Linked DNA regions of Mus musculus: region 2 is linked to region 1. The links are chromatin contacts, called in public HiChIP or PLAC-seq maps. All regions are on one chromosome and are shown on one strand. Each heading gives the region's core, a stretch centred on a gene start, on an enhancer-like site or on the middle of the called end of the contact. The rest is flanking DNA. Distances are from core to core; before and after follow the strand shown.

Region 1 (7,920 bases), core at 1,484-3,983:
GAATTTTTGAAGTCTGATGGCTTAGTAGTATAGTTTCTCAAAACCTTCACTTCAACAGCTATTGCAGTCTCAGCTGACTCCTTCAAAACTGCTGGTGGCTGCTTTTCTCTCCTGTCCTAGTCACTGAAGACAGCCATTCTTCCTTTTCCTTGGTCTCCATGTTCACACCTTCCCCGGCTGCTGTTGCTTACCTGGCCTTGGTTAAAAAGAAAGGGTCATAGTAATAAAAGCCTGGAGGCCAGCAGAAGCCCTTGCACTCCTCCCATCCTCCCAGAAGAGAAGGATGGGAAGAACTGCTGCCTTCTTTAACAACCCAGAATTATGTGTCACCATCAAAAAGGCTTGCTGCTTTTCCATAATCTCTGTACCTAACAGGTCCAAGAAAACTGGAAAAGGCAGCTAATTTGGTGGAAAGACGTGAACTTGCCAAACAGGCACACACAGCGGTTCTGCCAGTGTTCCCAGGCATCCTGCTGCTCTGAGCCCCTAACAGTTCCTCATGGTGGACCCACAACCATTATTTTTGTTGCTATTTCATAACTGTAATGTTGCTGCTGTTATGATCATTGTGTAAGTTATCTGACATGCAGATGGTCTTAAGTGACCCCTGTCATAGGGCCATTCAAGCCCCAAAGGGCTGTGAGAACAATTGTCCTAGGTGTTCTATGCTGGATACCATAAAAAAGTGATATAAAACATATGGCCACCACATGTGTGTGTGTCCACAGAATCCAAACAGGGAGAAAGCAAGATAAAAGTCAGGTTGCTAGTATAGCAAAAACACTGGAATTCAGCTGTCACTTGTAAATGACAGGAACCAAGGAAATCAGGAACTCTTTTTTTTCTCTTTCTTTCTTTTTTTTTTTTAGTTGAAGCAGAGAAGTGATTCTCTGCTATGAAATAAAATAACAATATTAATGTGATAAAAATTAGCCTAATACACAGTAAAATGGGAAACCAAAGCATAGACAATTCTTGGTGCTGTATGCCAGAATTTCATTTTTGAGAATATTCTTTATTTCTTATGAATATAAACCCAATTAAGCTACAATCAATTCATCAAAAAGGGACCAAGCATAGTAGTACAGATATAAAACCCCCAAAACTCAAGTGGAAGAGGTAGGAGGATAATAATCTGAGTGTCTGAGGCCAATCTAGGGTGCAGTGTTCAAGGCCAGTCTGGGCTTTTACAATGAGACCTCAAAGCCAACAACACCCCACCACCTCCGGCTTTCCTCTGAATCTCTGTAAAACAAACTGCAAAGCTCCAGCAAAAACCTAGCACAGTCTAAGTATTCTACACCATGTTTCTGTATCAGAAAATCTAAGAGATAGTATTTTATTTTCTAATTATTAAATATTTGAGAAATGTAGTATGCTAAATAAATGAACTGAAAAAATATCTATTAATTAGTTTTAACTCTCCGACTATTTTGTGCCTATTACTTGAAAGGAATCTATAAAGTCAGACAATGGATTTTATATTACTTTTTAAAGAGGCAGATTTTTTAATCAATGAATTTGTAACCATACTATAACCAAAACTGGGTAAATAAAAGCATTTAGGAGTGGTTCCTTGAATTTTCCACTGTTGCTTTTGTTAGAGAATATTGTTTAAAATGACTGGATAACTGCACAGCCCTTTCCTCCACGTCTAGGTACGAAGGAGCAGGGCTGCTACTGATATATGGGCTCTATGTTCTGCTGCTGTGTTTTGACACCACGATCAGCCGGCATGTCATGAAAACATGCAGTCCCTGTTGTCCCTGCCTTGCCAGAGCTATGGAGGAGAGAATTGAACAGCAGACACTGTTGGGATGGGAGGATGAGAGCCAGCTCTTCATTCGTCGCCAGTCAAGGACAGACAGTGGAATATTTCAGGAAGATTCCGGTTACTCCCAACTTTCTCTAAGCTTGCATGGTCTTAGTCAGGTTTCTGAAGGTAACAACTACACCCTGCCATCTAACACTCTAAAAGACCTGAGTTCTCATTGAGAGTTAGTAATTAGTACATGGTTACACAACACACTATGGAGCCAGAGATGATGAACTGCAAGTAAGTCCTGGCCTTTAAGGAACTCACAATAATTTTTTTTTTAATCAGCTAAAAGTGTGGGGGAAGGGAGAACACACAGACATGGAGGCCAGAGTCAGTCATGGATGCTAGCCCTCAATTCTTTGAGACTTCACATCATTTTTTGAGACCACAGTCATTCAATGAACCTGTAGCTCACTGATTAGGCTAGACTAGCTGGCCAGTGAACTTTAGGGATCTGTCTGTCTCTGACTTCCATAGCACTGAGAGTATACATGTGGGCTGCCATGCTTTTTTATGTGGTGTTGAGAATCTGATCTCAGACTCTCATGCCCGTGCACCAAGCGCTTTACCCACTGAGCCATTTCCCAGACACAGAATGAAATCAGCTAGAATTTCAAAGTGTGAACACCATAAGCAAACATAAACTGCTAATACCATGGTTCATACAGGCAGACTGAATAAACTTTGATGACACTCAGATGGGAGATGCACATGGAGAAAGGAGCATTTGAATTGGTTTGGGCCCCATGGGATAAGAGAGGCTTTAACTCAATAATCTAATAGTATGTGTAGTCAGGAAGCAACAGCTGACACTTTTATTGCATACATGATTCAGGGGTATAAGTATGCTCTGGACTGAGGCCTGGGAACACTAGCAAAGGCCTGCTCACATGCTTGCACACAGAGCCAACACATGCAAGTGCAGCAAGCAGCAGAGGAGCAGGCTGACAGGAAGGAAGTGCAGGAGGTCGTGCAAGATACCCCACTGAGCAGGCAGCATTCCTAAGACAGAGTCAGAGATGCATGTTAGGCTCTTTTCTCTCACCCAATGTTCACAGAAGACTGAGCTAAGATGAAAGGACAGGAACAAAACAGAAAAGGCAGGGGGATGAATTATGAGACACAGTAGAAGCAGCAGCACCAAACTATGGCAGCAATGCCGAGCCAGAGAGGGAGCAGAGACAACGCTGGAGCTTGGATTTTCACTAAGAAAGAAAGAACATCTTTGTAACAACTGTCAATAAAAGGAAAGGGGATGATTCAGGGGAACAGAATGGGGAAAAGAACGCAGGTGTAACTTAAACATGCCGTGTGAAGCAGCACATGAGCTTGGTATGCTCGATATAGCAATAGCATTCCAGACTAGAAAAGCTTTTATAAAAGTGGTTCCAACTTCAGTTAGGTAATTGAGAAGCAAGCTTCTAATTTATTACTTTAAAATTTTGACACGAGACATTTATTTTTACAAACCATACTTTGTAGTCTTTAAGACTGAGGAGATTTAAAACAACAAAGACTCCAAAGAACTAGTCAAAAATGTTCATGCTAGAATCTGTGTCTAAATTAATGGTGCACTGTCTGAGTCTTGGTGAGCTTTTATGAGTTATAATAATATTTGTGATTTGATCCAACCTTCACATACTTAACATATTCATTAGTGTACAGCCTCGTCCCACTTTTATCCAATCTCCTCACCATTCTAGAGCACACCCCGGAACTATACCAAGGATGCTAGGCCCAACCTTCTCTAGATTCCTTCTAGCACCCGGGAAGCCTGCGTTCAGTAAACGATGCGGCACAGTGAGAGTTAGAGGGAACACTCCCTAAGCGTGCATCAGTGTGCAACAAAGCATAAGCAGCGTCCGTTTTGGAAAAGAGATGAGGAGTGAAAGAGCTGGGAGAGAAAGCATCACGTCTCTAATGAACCCATACTACAGTAAAGCAAGCAAATCCTACTTTCAACTCCGTGAACACTGTCACCAGCACATTCAGCAAACAGTTCAAGATATTTGATTCGAGCAGTCGGTTAAGGGATGTAGAGCACAGCTTATACTGTCTGCCTAGTTTTAGTTACATTTCTTCTGACCAGCAGTAATAGTAATGAGTATTCCAATGTTCTAGACCAGTGCTTCTCAATTTTCCTAATGCTGAGACCGTTTGACACAGTCCCTCTTATTGTGGTAACTTTCACCCATAAAATTATTTTCATTGACACTACATAGAACTGTAATTTTGCTGTTATAAATTGTAATGTAAGTATCTGAGACTTCTCAGGGTCTTAGGTGGCCCTTGTAAAATGGTTGTTCAACACCAAAGGGGTCAAGTCCCACAGGTTGAGACTACTGTTCTAGACGGTCTTTAAAAGATGCATACAGTAACTTACTTCAAAACAGCCTTCTAAATGGGCCTTTCTAACATAATTGCACATTTGAGAAAACTCAAAATGTTGAACTTTCCCACCACAGATCCACCAAGTGTTTTCAGCATGCCAGAAGCAGACTTAAGAAGAATTTTTTGGGTTCTCTCTCTTCCTATTATTACATTACTTGCTCTGACAACACCAGACTGCAGGAGAAAGTTTTGGAAAAATTACTTTGTGATAACCTTTTTCATGTCTGCACTATGGATATCTGCATTCACATACATCCTAGTTTGGATGGTCACAGTAACAGGTATGGAATTTAAGTATAATAGCACAAGAAAATTATTCCATGTAAAAACAAATTGGAAGTATTCATTTAAAGTAATCTTGGGAGCATATATTTTTTTTCAGCAAGACTAAAAACTATTTACAAAATATGAAAGCTTTAACAGCAAAACCAGCAAGCTCATTCATGTTTTTGTGAGTTACATATCAAAAGCATTTCCTATGTATGCTATGACACAGTCAGGGGTATAATTCATTGGATATGTTTATAATTACACAGGTTTCATGAGAATTCTTCATAAAAGTGAATTCTAATCCATAGTAGAAAGTAGAGATGACTGGGGTCAACAGAAAGCAGTAGGTGCTCTCTGTTTGAGTAGATGGTATTTTCTTTTGCTTTAAATATGTATCACAAATACAATGCAAATGAATAATGAGAATCAAAGTTTTGTTTTTAGGTTTCTAGCATCTTCCAGAGTACATTTTATCACTTAGTTGTAATATACCCATTAGAAGTGAATACTCTTTCCTCCATGCCTAAATCATGCAACCAGATTGTACCAGTGAAGCTTCACTGACCACAGCTGGGCCCAGACACCTACTAACATGTACACACTGCTGTCCTCACACTGCTGGGGCTAAAGAATTACAACACAAATTCAAACACTGTAGAGTTGGAATAACTACTACCTGGAACCCTCTCCAAACTGGCTGGTCTGACTTCTCCCAGATAACTAACTTTATTGTAACTGTATGCTAACAAATAAACAAAAACAAAATAGTTTTATTTTTCATGAAGAAGATAAGAATGTCCAGGTAGCTTGCATATTTGCCGTATCCAATTTTTCCCAATAAGAACATATTTGACATCAGGCAAACTGGAAGAGAAGGATCAAATACAAGATCTCAGTTAAGTCCCAAAGATGACAAACAGCTCTGTCCTCACTATGAACTATAGTTTTCATGACAACCATAAGAGAGCAGTTTCATGTCCCGATCCTTTATAAGTACCCTCTGGTTTTATTTCTCAGAATGAACCTATTTCTGCTATCAATTTGACACAAATATTAAGAAAACGGTGCCATGTGTTAGACTCAGGCAGGAAAGAACAAGGTCTTGTCTACCTCAAATATCTATGTACTTCCTTAAAACAAACGGGGAAAAAAACCAGTAAGCCAAGTAGCATTTCACATTTTAACATAGCAATCGATAGCTATACGGTGCTTAATTCTTCAGTACTCTAGGTAATGTCTAGAAAAGAGAGAATGCAACAGTCCAAAGCGGCAGCGGTGACACCCACCGCTTCCTCTGGATGCCAAACACAAGGCTTTTCCTGCTACAACTTTGGCTGCTTGATATCTTCAGATATCTGACATTAAGAAGATGTGCTAATCTGGTTACCCCAACTATCAACCTGTTTCAAATACTTTGCCATCTAAAAACCACATAAGCATATACTGGTTCAAATATCTAAACATACCTAAATATTTTTCCTGACTAGAGAAATATTCAAGCTGCCTTCTGAAAACTGTTTATCTAAGATTTGAGATTTCTAATCTGCAGTCTCTGTGCCTGTTACAGGGGAAACACTAGGGATCCCAGACACAGTGATGGGCCTTACTTTGTTGGCAGCAGGGACAAGCATACCAGATACAGTCACAAGTGTGTTAGTTGCAAGAAAAGGTAAGACTAGAATTCTCTTACCATAAAGCAAGTCAAGGTAAATGAAATAATACTTCCTTGGTAACATACTTTAAAGAAAAAAGAAGTGACTCAGGGGAAGCATTTAGTTTTTAATAAGTTAATTCCACCAACCTAATCCCCACCAGACCATTTACCTGAAATGTGAATTAGATGGTAATTCACTGTCAAATGAGAATAAAAAGCAACAAGTAAGCTGTATACCTTATTAAAAATGGTTTAATAAATAAAGACAATTATTAAATAAATGTTAAGACTTTAAAATACTAACCCAAGGAAATACAAATTCAATAAGACTCTTGCTCTAACAATAACAGTTTTCTAAAACTAACCAACAAAAAGTATCCAGTGTTTTTCTTATGAAGATTATTAATAAAATATAGTATTGATGTGCACATTTTAACAACATGCTATTCTTCTGCAGGTAAAGGAGACATGGCTATATCTAACATCGTGGGATCCAATGTGTTTGATATGCTATGCCTAGGTCTTCCCTGGTTTATTAAGACTGCATTTACGAATGCATCTGCTCCTATAGAAGTGAATAGCAAGGGACTCACATATATAACAATCTCTCTCAACATTTCAATTTTATTTCTGTTCTTAGCAGTTCATTTTAATGGCTGGAAACTAGACCGAAAGTTGGGGGTGGTCTGCCTAGTGTTATACTTAGGACTTGCTACTTTATCAGTTCTATATGAAATTGGAATTATTGGAAATAATAGAATAAGGGGTTGTGGAGTTTGATATTTTTTAATAGTGTTATGTGGAAAGATGGAATGGTAGAGGGGCAAAAAGAAGAAAATTCATGTCTTCATTTAGGTCAAATAAAAAGCATCTTCAACTTTAGAGTCTAACACTTAATTACTATTCTTTATAAGCAGAGAAAAGTAATTTAAACCAAACCAAAATCCATCCTAATTTGTCTGAGCCCTTTCTTTCCTTTAACTCACATACAAAGCAAAGATTTTAAAAGAAAACAAAGTATCTGTGAGCTTACACCAAGGTCGGGAAAACTGGAACAGACAAACTCTGCTACTGAAAATAACAAAATGGCTTATTTCATTAAAAATGGTATGTCCATCCACTGAAACTGAATGATCAGATGTGCTGTCTTTAGAAACTCAAACTTGAGAACAAAAAAAAAAAAAAAAAAAAAACAAAAAACAAAAAACAAAAAACTCACAGTACATTTTCCACACTATCCTGTTAATAGCTGGTGGGAGTTGTAAAAGTTCATTTTTACAGCATTTGTAAGCATACAACATTACTAAAAATGACTTTTACTAGGAGAGTCATAAACAGATGAGGAAAGGTTCCAACCATGCTTGAAATTACGCATTGCGGTCCAAGCGCACATCGATTTCCCTGCCGCTGATCTTGATGCCATTCATGATCCTGCAGGCCTTTTCCGCTGACTCTGCAGATTCAAACCTGACTGTCCCACAGCCTTTTGACTTGCCATTCTCCATCTTTATCTCTGCAAACATTACATGACCTAGGAAAGGAGAGTTACACAATTACGAGCCCATTTAAATGGGTTCCATTTCACTAGACAAATTTTTTCAACTCTTCACAGCAATGGAGAGAGATCACAGGTAATTTGGTTAAACATATTAATTTAATACTATAAAATGCATGAGAGCATTATCATTTTACAGTCTGAATACAATTCTTACATAATGACTACATATACATACATATTAGCTTACATGAAACTGGAATTGGACATGGAGTTTGGTTTTAAGTCCCC
Region 2 (7,920 bases), core at 2,522-5,021, 40 kb after region 1:
AAGCACCTGCATAACAATGTATCTAACAATGCGCTGTCACTGAGTTCACTGAGCGTCTCCAGGGGAAGTCAGGTAAGAAGAGATCCCTCCTGTCTACTCACAGCGGATGAATTCACTGTGAAAACACACAATTCTCAAGCAGTCACTAAGTTCCTCTACTCTTCACCTGGCTGAATGAAGGTTACATGACTGTAATAAACATTTGCTTACAATACTCTTGACAATTCATTACAAAATACATTATTAGGATATTTTCTTTATGTTTACTTAAAGACTGACCAGAGAAAAACTAAAGATTTCTTTTTAAAAAACCAAACTATAAAATAACCTAGCAATTCCATTTTTTTATTTAATAAAAGAAATAAAACCATCTCAATATCTGAACTCATAGTCACTATATTTTTCATAATAACTAAGATAAGGAACTGAACTAAAAGTCTGCTTACAGATCAAAGACTAATTAAAGAAGGGTGGGAATGGGCATATACATATTCCAGATGTATATATATATACACACACACACACACACACAGGCGGACAGACAGAGGCACATAGAGAGAGAGATCCAGCGTTCAGAAGGAAAGCCTGCCAGCTACAGCAACCTGAAGGACAGTGTGCTAAGTGAAGTAAGCCAGACACAGAAAACCAAATACTGCATGACATCAACAAAACGCAAAGCATCAGGGTATAGTGATCATTACCACAAGTCTAATGAGATGTCTGCCTAAGTATACAAACTTCCAGTAACCAAGTTCTGGAGACAATGTGTAGTAAAATATTTGGAACAATTACAAAAGATGTAGCTACATGAGCTCACAGGTATATTAATTAGTTCAATTACAATAATCATTGTATAATAGCAAATCAAAACATCATGGTTTTGACCTTCACTCATGATAAAACCGATGCTTTTAATCACTTCATCCTACCCTAGTGTTGAATATTTTATAAATAGCACAATATAAATACATCTGTAATCATACAAGACTAATGAAGAGTCACAAAATAGTTACTGCTTTCCTTCCAAAACACTTCAGTGTAGACAGAGAAAACAGGATCTTTAATTCCTGTCTAGAGATGAACAAGCCAACTAAATCTTTTCCATGAGTCTCAGGATCTCAAAATGTCTTCCTCTATTTCTTCAATGGATACTCAGTGAACCTTTAACATTTAAGGTGACAGGATGAAAAGGACAGCCCCCTCTGTCTGCTGTGACTGCATTAATACAAGGTGTTCCAGTCCCAATAGCAGCACATGGCTCACTTCGAAGCAGTGGATGTTGTAAAGCAATGTCTGGTTATCAAATTTCTTTTAATGACTTATCATTGAAAGCATGGTAATCAGCCCAAAGTGTCAACCACCCCACAGGTTGTCACACTGTAGACTCACAGAAGATTCAAGTCCCTAAGTATTCACTGTGACTACCTACGCTGGCCCAGCAGAGGTGTAAGAAATTCCTTAGAGTACATTGGTCTCTACTCAACACTGAGAAAATATGGAAAGAATGAATTAGAATAAGGAAACAATCTGTATTTACTGTTAACAATTGCCCTATATTTTCTCTCCTTAAATTAGAAAATGGTTCTTTCTCACCTCTTTTCCCATCCTGCAATGCAACTGTAGACACTGTATTTTTGGGTCTAATAGAAGTTTAGATACCAGCTTCACAAATACCAACATTATAAGATTCAATGATTATTTTCTTCAGGAAAAAAAAAAAAACAAACAGTGGCACCCTCACTACTAGGTACACATTAGTAATACAACCCTGTACCCCTCAGCCCCATTGCACCCCACAGCTAGAGTCCAGATACTCTAGCCCTTTCCCAAAACACAGTGTGTGCATGGGACGTAGCACAATCTCACACACACTTCACTCTCTGCCTTACTTATAATACCTAAAACAACGCGTGTATCATGTATGCTTACTTTCCATATAGATACAATGTGGGTATTTCCAATTCACCATTAACTCCATGAATACAGAATCCAAAGACACAGAGGGTGACTATATTGTTACAGTCACTCCACTTTTTTTTTCTATTTTTAATAGCAAATCTCTGAAAAAGCCCAAGATCTGACAGGCATAAGAGATAGGCTTTCCTTGCTTTCTGATTTCTCGGTGGTTGATGCATGCACACTCTCCATCCATGAGCAAACTGCACTGACTTTCAAGCCCTGCAAATCTGATACCTGCAAAATTCTGTTCTGCTCACACGATGCTTCCTGTTCAAAAGTCACCAGGTGGGTAGGGAGACGAATGTCCATATTTAAGGTATTCCTAGCCAATTCAAAGGTAACACAACAGGCTCTGTCTAATGGAACGCTCTTAAAGTGCCTCTCCACATATATCATATATCATTTCAAAAATGAATATAGGCATCAGGAAAACAGCAAACACTGAACTTCTAAAGCTCAGGATAGGCCCCAGGGAACTGGGGTAATTCCTCTTAAATACGTTGTCAGTGGTTAAGAAAAAATATACAATGATGTCACCCTAAGAGCGAGACTGTCATAGAGAAGCTGAGGAGCACTACCCCATCTAGTTTGCAACCAATTCAATTCAGCCGGTTTCAACAGACTGGTCCAAATCACTGCCTCAAGTATTTCCACACAAAAGCCAGAAAGACATTTTCCCTTTTCTGACTTCATGTCAGAAAGCATGTGTTCACTGCTTTCTACCGTGGCAGGATGGAGAGGTGGAGGGTGTTTTAACAAATTACTGGCATTATTTTCAACTTCAGTTTTTACAGAATAAGCCATAGGAAAATAAATGTTTGCCTTCACATAGCCCCACGTGACAAGGACAGCCGAGCACAATCTGCCCCTATCCTACTGCCTTACAACTTAAGATCTTATGGATTAACGTCGACTAAATTCTCTACAGACACAGATGACAGATCCAACCTTCAGCCCTCGGGTTTTCTTCTACAAAAAAAGCACTGCATTCGGTGGAGGGGGGGTGTCATTTTGTGGCCTAGCGCCTGCCTGGAGACTGCACGAGGCCCTGGGTTGCGTTCCCAGTTTTGCCAAATTCAGATTTATATTTCAGTAATTTAATTATATCGTAAGTGAATTATAGTAAAATGAAGGCCACTACACACTGAGTTTGTGTTTTTAAAAAAATGAATAAATAAACCAGCCTGCACGGCCCACAACCATCACCGGGTGGGTGGAGGAGACCAAGTCCTCCTTTTTCGAAAGCCAATCAAGAGGAACACAATGGGTTCGGTGAGCTCTAACACTTTGGAAGCCACCACCGCACACGCGGCCCTCACCGGGGCTCGGAACCGGGCCGGGAGGGGAAAGGACCGATGATGTCATCCCTGGGTCCTCCCCGAGGATGAGGCTAGCCTCGGGCCTTTTAAAGGGGACCGTTTTTCCGCGCGCCCGAGGCCGGGGCCGCCAGCACCGCACCTGCTCCCGCCCCGGGGCCGCCCGCGCCTCCCGCCCTGCCCGGCCGCCCTCCCGCCCGGCCGCCCGGGGGAGACAATACATTTTAACGCCGTTGGCGCTGCTGCGCGGCGGTTTCTCGGGCTCGCCGGGGTGCGTGTCTCGCCGCGGCTCAGCCGGTTGCTGCTGCGAGCCGTCGTCACCCGCGGCCGCCTCGGACTTGTCGGCATCGGCCATCCCGCCGCGGGCTCCGCCTCGGCCGCGATGAGGGCTCCGAGCGCTACAATGGCGGCGGCCGGAGAAGCGGTAACGGATCGCGATTTGAAAAGGCCCCGAGCGCTCGGCGGCCGGGATCTCGCGAGAGCGGACGAGGCCCCGCGACTTGGGGAGTGAGTGGGGGCGGGGCTCCGGCGCGGCCACCTGCGGAGGGAGCGCGGGCTGCCTGGGGGGGCAGAGATGGGGGTCCTCGGGGACGGGGCCTTTGGATGAGAGGACTATGGCAGCTCCATCTCTGCGGGTGGATGCTCTACGAACCCGCCAGCGAGCACCGGTAGCTGAGGACAAGTTGACCACTTTCTTTGAGGGCTGAAGATTTTTGTAGACCTTAGCAATCAGCTAAGAGGTCGAAGTTTTTACATTCTCGGGGCAGCTATCGATTTGGACAGTCCATCATTTTCTTAAGAAAACCTGTACAAGGGGGCTGGAGGAGTTCAGCAGTTAGGATGACTTGCTGCTCTTGCCAAGGACCTGGGTTCGGTTCCCAGCACCCACATACAGGAGCTCCAACGACCTCTTCTGACTCCATAGGCGCTGGTATGTCTGTGGTGCACAGATATACATGCAGGCAAACCACACGCACACATGGAAAAAACAAATTGTTTTAAAAGAAGTCTTATACAAGACTAGCTACAAATGCATATTTTGGTTTGGATTATAGATTTTACCCCTAAATACTAAAGATTCATAAACCTGAGTGTCATGATTACACTTCACACTAAAATGGCCTTTTTCAGTTGAAAAAAAAAGCTAAGACCTCCTCAAATGTTTCCTTCTTTAAAAAAAAAGTGAACAGCATAAGGCAGACACAGTTTATTAGAGATGAGAGTCATCTACAAAATTCTGAGTTTGGCGTTCTACCCACATAGTGTCCTAAACACAACAGATACTTTTGTGTTTCTGTACTGTCACCCCTGGGGCCTAATGGTTGCAGTTAGCAGACAGGTGCTGGAATCTGGCAGAGAAAATTAGGCTTTCTCCTCGGCTGAGGCATTTCAGTTCTCCACTTCTCTTCAGGTAAAGACAGCAGTTCCTTCCCTGCAAGGTAGAGATTTAAAGAAAACACTTCATCTAGGGCCAAGTGCTACAGTATCGCAGTCTATCTCTTAAGGCTCCCATGGGGTTTCAATCAAGGAGAAACCAGATTAACCCACCCCACCCCACCTCAACCCTAGATTTCAAAGTATTCACTATTCCATGTATTCTTTTGTTACCATTGAATTTCTCCAAGGAACTCCATCTGACAGTCCTGGACTAGTAGATTCCTGCAAAAACCTTTTTCACATTTCAACACTTTTCAAGAGTTCATCGTGACCAAACCATAATAGAAGGTTCGGAAGGGACACTAGAGCTCTGCTGGAGGAGGACTTTGGGAAACAGCACTATTCAAGAGCTGTAATCGAGCTAAAAGCACAATTTAATTAAACACACACATGAGACTTACCCATACTCCAGAGTATGCCAATTTAAATATCCCATTAAAAGAGCTATTCTTAATGACTGAGCTTTGGGGGGCAGTGTCTTGGAATTTCCAACCCCAATAAGCCTATCTTAAAAAAAAAAAAAAAAACCACGTAATCCAGTTATTATAAGTATAAGATATAAGCCTAGATTGGGCAGATCTAACACTATACTAACATTCCCCAGCTATAAGACCCCTTGCTACTTGTGGTTTCTCCTGGCCACGTGGTTCTGCTCCAACATGGCTATTGTCCTCACTGTCTTCCTTCCTCCTCTCGTCCTCCCTCTTCCCTACTTGTGCCCATTCTCAGAGATCTCCCGTTCTTCCTATCCCACCACTGCCCAAAAAACGGGCTCTCGCCTTTATTGACCAGTTAAAATGGGAAGGTTCGCAGGACTTCACCTGCTGCGACTGCTCTAGGGGGCAACCCCTCTGGAGGAAGCAGAATTAACATCAGAATACAAACAGCACCAGGACAACCCACAACCAAGCAGGATTTAAACTGTGAGCCTAAGATAAATGGCTCTCTGCCTACCCTTTAGCCCCAATCTTGTGAATTCATAAAGAGCTAAGGGTTATCATAACTGAGGATCACTGAGGGGCTCCTAGAAGAGATGAACCTTTCCTTCTCCATGCTGTTGACAGCATACTTAAGGGTAGCGAAATCGACAAAGGAGAATTTAATTCCCTCACTGGGAATTTTTTTTTTCCCAGTTTATGTGTGCACATTGAAAAACTCTTAGGTAACAGATGTTGAAGTGGCCCCCACCCTCCCCCATGGTTCCTACTGCAAAATCGTTATCCTCCACAATTACACAAAATATATATTTTAGTGCTTTGAACACGTGGACCCCACTTAGAACCTCGTTGGCAGTGCTGCCTTGGGAGGCTTAGGAGATGTACTTGTTCCTTGTTGGAGGAAGTACGTCACTAGGGGTAGGCTTTGAGAGTTTAAAGATGCATGCCATTCCCAGTTCACTTTGTATGAACACAATCAAGTGTGTCTCTGCTTCCTGTAAGATAAACGCTCTCAGTTTGCTGCTCCAAATGCCAGCTGCCTGCTGCCATGCCTCCCCAGCATGACTGTGCCTATCCCTCTGCAACTGTAAAACCAAAGAAACTCTTCTGTCAGTTGCCTTGGTCATGGTGATTTATCACAGCAATAGAAAATAAACTAATACAATATTGCTGGAAGAAAGTCAAAGGACCACTTACTTTTCTTTTTAAAAATTGGAATGTCTAGCCGGGCGTGGTGGTGCACACCTTTAATCCCAGCACTTGGGAGGCAGAGGCAGGTGGATTTCTGAGTTTGAGGCCAGCCTGGTCTACAGAGTGAGTTCCAGGACAGCCAGGACTACATAGAGAAACCCTGTCTTGAAAAACAAAACAAAACAAAACAAAACAAAACAAAACAAAACAAAAAAATGGAATGTATATTTGCATGTATGTGTGAGAAAGGGAAGGAAGCCTTCTTACATATTAGAAATGTAACTCCAAAATCCGGTCTTTTCTGTTAATAGCTTAACACCACCTTATCATACTGTTACCTTAACATACTTTATCCTTTATTATCACCTGCTAGTAATAGTAACCAGATGGGCCTTCTTAATCTTTTTAAGAAAATGAAGTACCCAGGGTACATCCTAGAGACATGACAAATGAAATGGCTGAGTTGGGAAACACTTAGTAAGTGTTCTTTGCTATTTGGAGCTTGAAAAAGAGAGTTTACAGGTCTAAGGCTATTTCTCAGTGGTGGAGCTCCTGTCTAACACAGTATATTCCATAGTACTGTGCACTTCTCTGTTTGCAGTTCCTTCTATAGTGAAAATATAGGTGTTTATTACTGGGTAACAGAAACATTTTAACCACTTTCTGCTTCCTTCGCTTAAGTCACCCTGCCTGTACCTTGGTGGCGTCACTCAATAACTCCAAGCCAAACCAGATTAGATTGCTGGGAGCCCTGCCCACTTCCCTGTACAGAAAGAGATACTACCTCTCCTTAGGACACGGAAGAATTCAGCTTCCTCCACCCAAAGGCATGGAGATTTATCTGTCCTCATTTTGGCAATCAAACTCTAAAGAGTACCAAGGTAATTAGTTATCTTGTATTAGATGTAGTCTTTAGTTGAAATATTTATATTTTTGAAGTATTGTTCTCAAGCTTTGGTTTTGTTTTGTTTTGTTTTTGTTTTTTGTTTTGGTTTGGTTTTTTGAGACAGGGTTTCTCTGTGTAGCCCTGGCTGTCCTGGAACTCACTCTGTAGACCAGGCTGGCCTTGAACTCAGAAATCCGCCTGCCTCTGCCTCCCGAGTGCTGGGATTAAAGGCGTGTGCCACCACCGCCTGGCTCTGTTTTCAAGCTTTAATTATAGTATTTGGGACAGAAAGTAAAGTTTTTAGAATGACAAGTTGCCAGGACCAATCCCTGTGCTGCTATGAGTATTTGAAGATAATCCTTAAAAGCTGATAGAGAGGATAACAAACAAAACCAACCATCTTCATCTTATTTCCTGATAGGAAATATACAGATAACGATAACTACTTGTGATTGTCTGTATGTGCTTGGCCCAAAGAGTGGCACTACTAGAAGGTATGGCCTTGTTGGAGTAGGTGTGTCACTGTGGGTGTGGGTTTAAAACCCTCACCCTAGCTGCCTGGAAGTCAGTCTTTCACTAGCAGCCTTTCAGAAGAAGATGTAGAACTCTCAGCTCCTTCTGCACCATGCCTGCCTGGATGCTGCCATGCTCCCACCTTGATGATAATGGACTGAACCTCTGAACCTATAAACCA

The links. HiChIP or PLAC-seq counts read pairs in DNA pulled down with a chosen protein or histone mark.
Region 2: a contact with region 1 is called in an H3K4me3 HiChIP or PLAC-seq map of neural tube, with 2.1 times the contacts expected there. The contact joins the promoter of Myef2 here to the enhancer-like site in region 1. A contact is called at or near these places in 2 of 39 promoter capture datasets (macrophages and second pharyngeal arch cranial neural crest), 8 of 484 Hi-C or Micro-C datasets (the G1E-ER4 cell line, the HPC-7 cell line, the N1E-115 cell line and 4 more), 5 of 115 datasets of contacts at active chromatin or transcription factors (CD8 T cells, the SCID.adh cell line, embryonic stem cells and 1 more) and 4 of 9 other capture datasets (adipose tissue, embryonic stem cells, liver and 1 more).

The regions. Positions count from the first base shown.
Region 1 is chr2:125,081,373-125,089,292 of GRCm38.p6, forward strand. Slc24a5 (solute carrier family 24, member 5) reads left to right here. Exons shown (of 9, transcript NM_175034.3): 6 at 1,659-1,942; 7 at 4,285-4,491; 8 at 6,048-6,149; 9 at 6,592-7,305. The coding sequence ends at 6,914. It overlaps Myef2 (myelin basic protein expression factor 2, repressor), which reads right to left. Exons shown (of 16, transcript NM_010852.2): 16 at 6,370-7,665. The coding sequence ends at 7,502. Among named protein-coding and RNA genes, the nearest start is that of Slc24a5, 17 kb to the left of the region's middle. Within about 2 kb of position 2,734, at least 7 of the 459 cell types and tissues checked have an H3K27ac peak or open chromatin away from gene starts, as enhancers often do. A contact at or near this core is called in neural tube, where this site is marked.
Region 2 is chr2:125,119,889-125,127,808 of GRCm38.p6, forward strand. It overlaps Myef2 (myelin basic protein expression factor 2, repressor), which reads right to left and starts at 3,772. Exons shown (of 16, transcript NM_010852.2): 1 at 3,497-3,772. The coding sequence starts at 3,630. It overlaps Gm46759 (a long non-coding RNA gene), which reads left to right and starts at 3,756. Exons shown (of 2, transcript XR_001783448.2): 1 at 3,756-4,206; 2 at 4,901-6,329.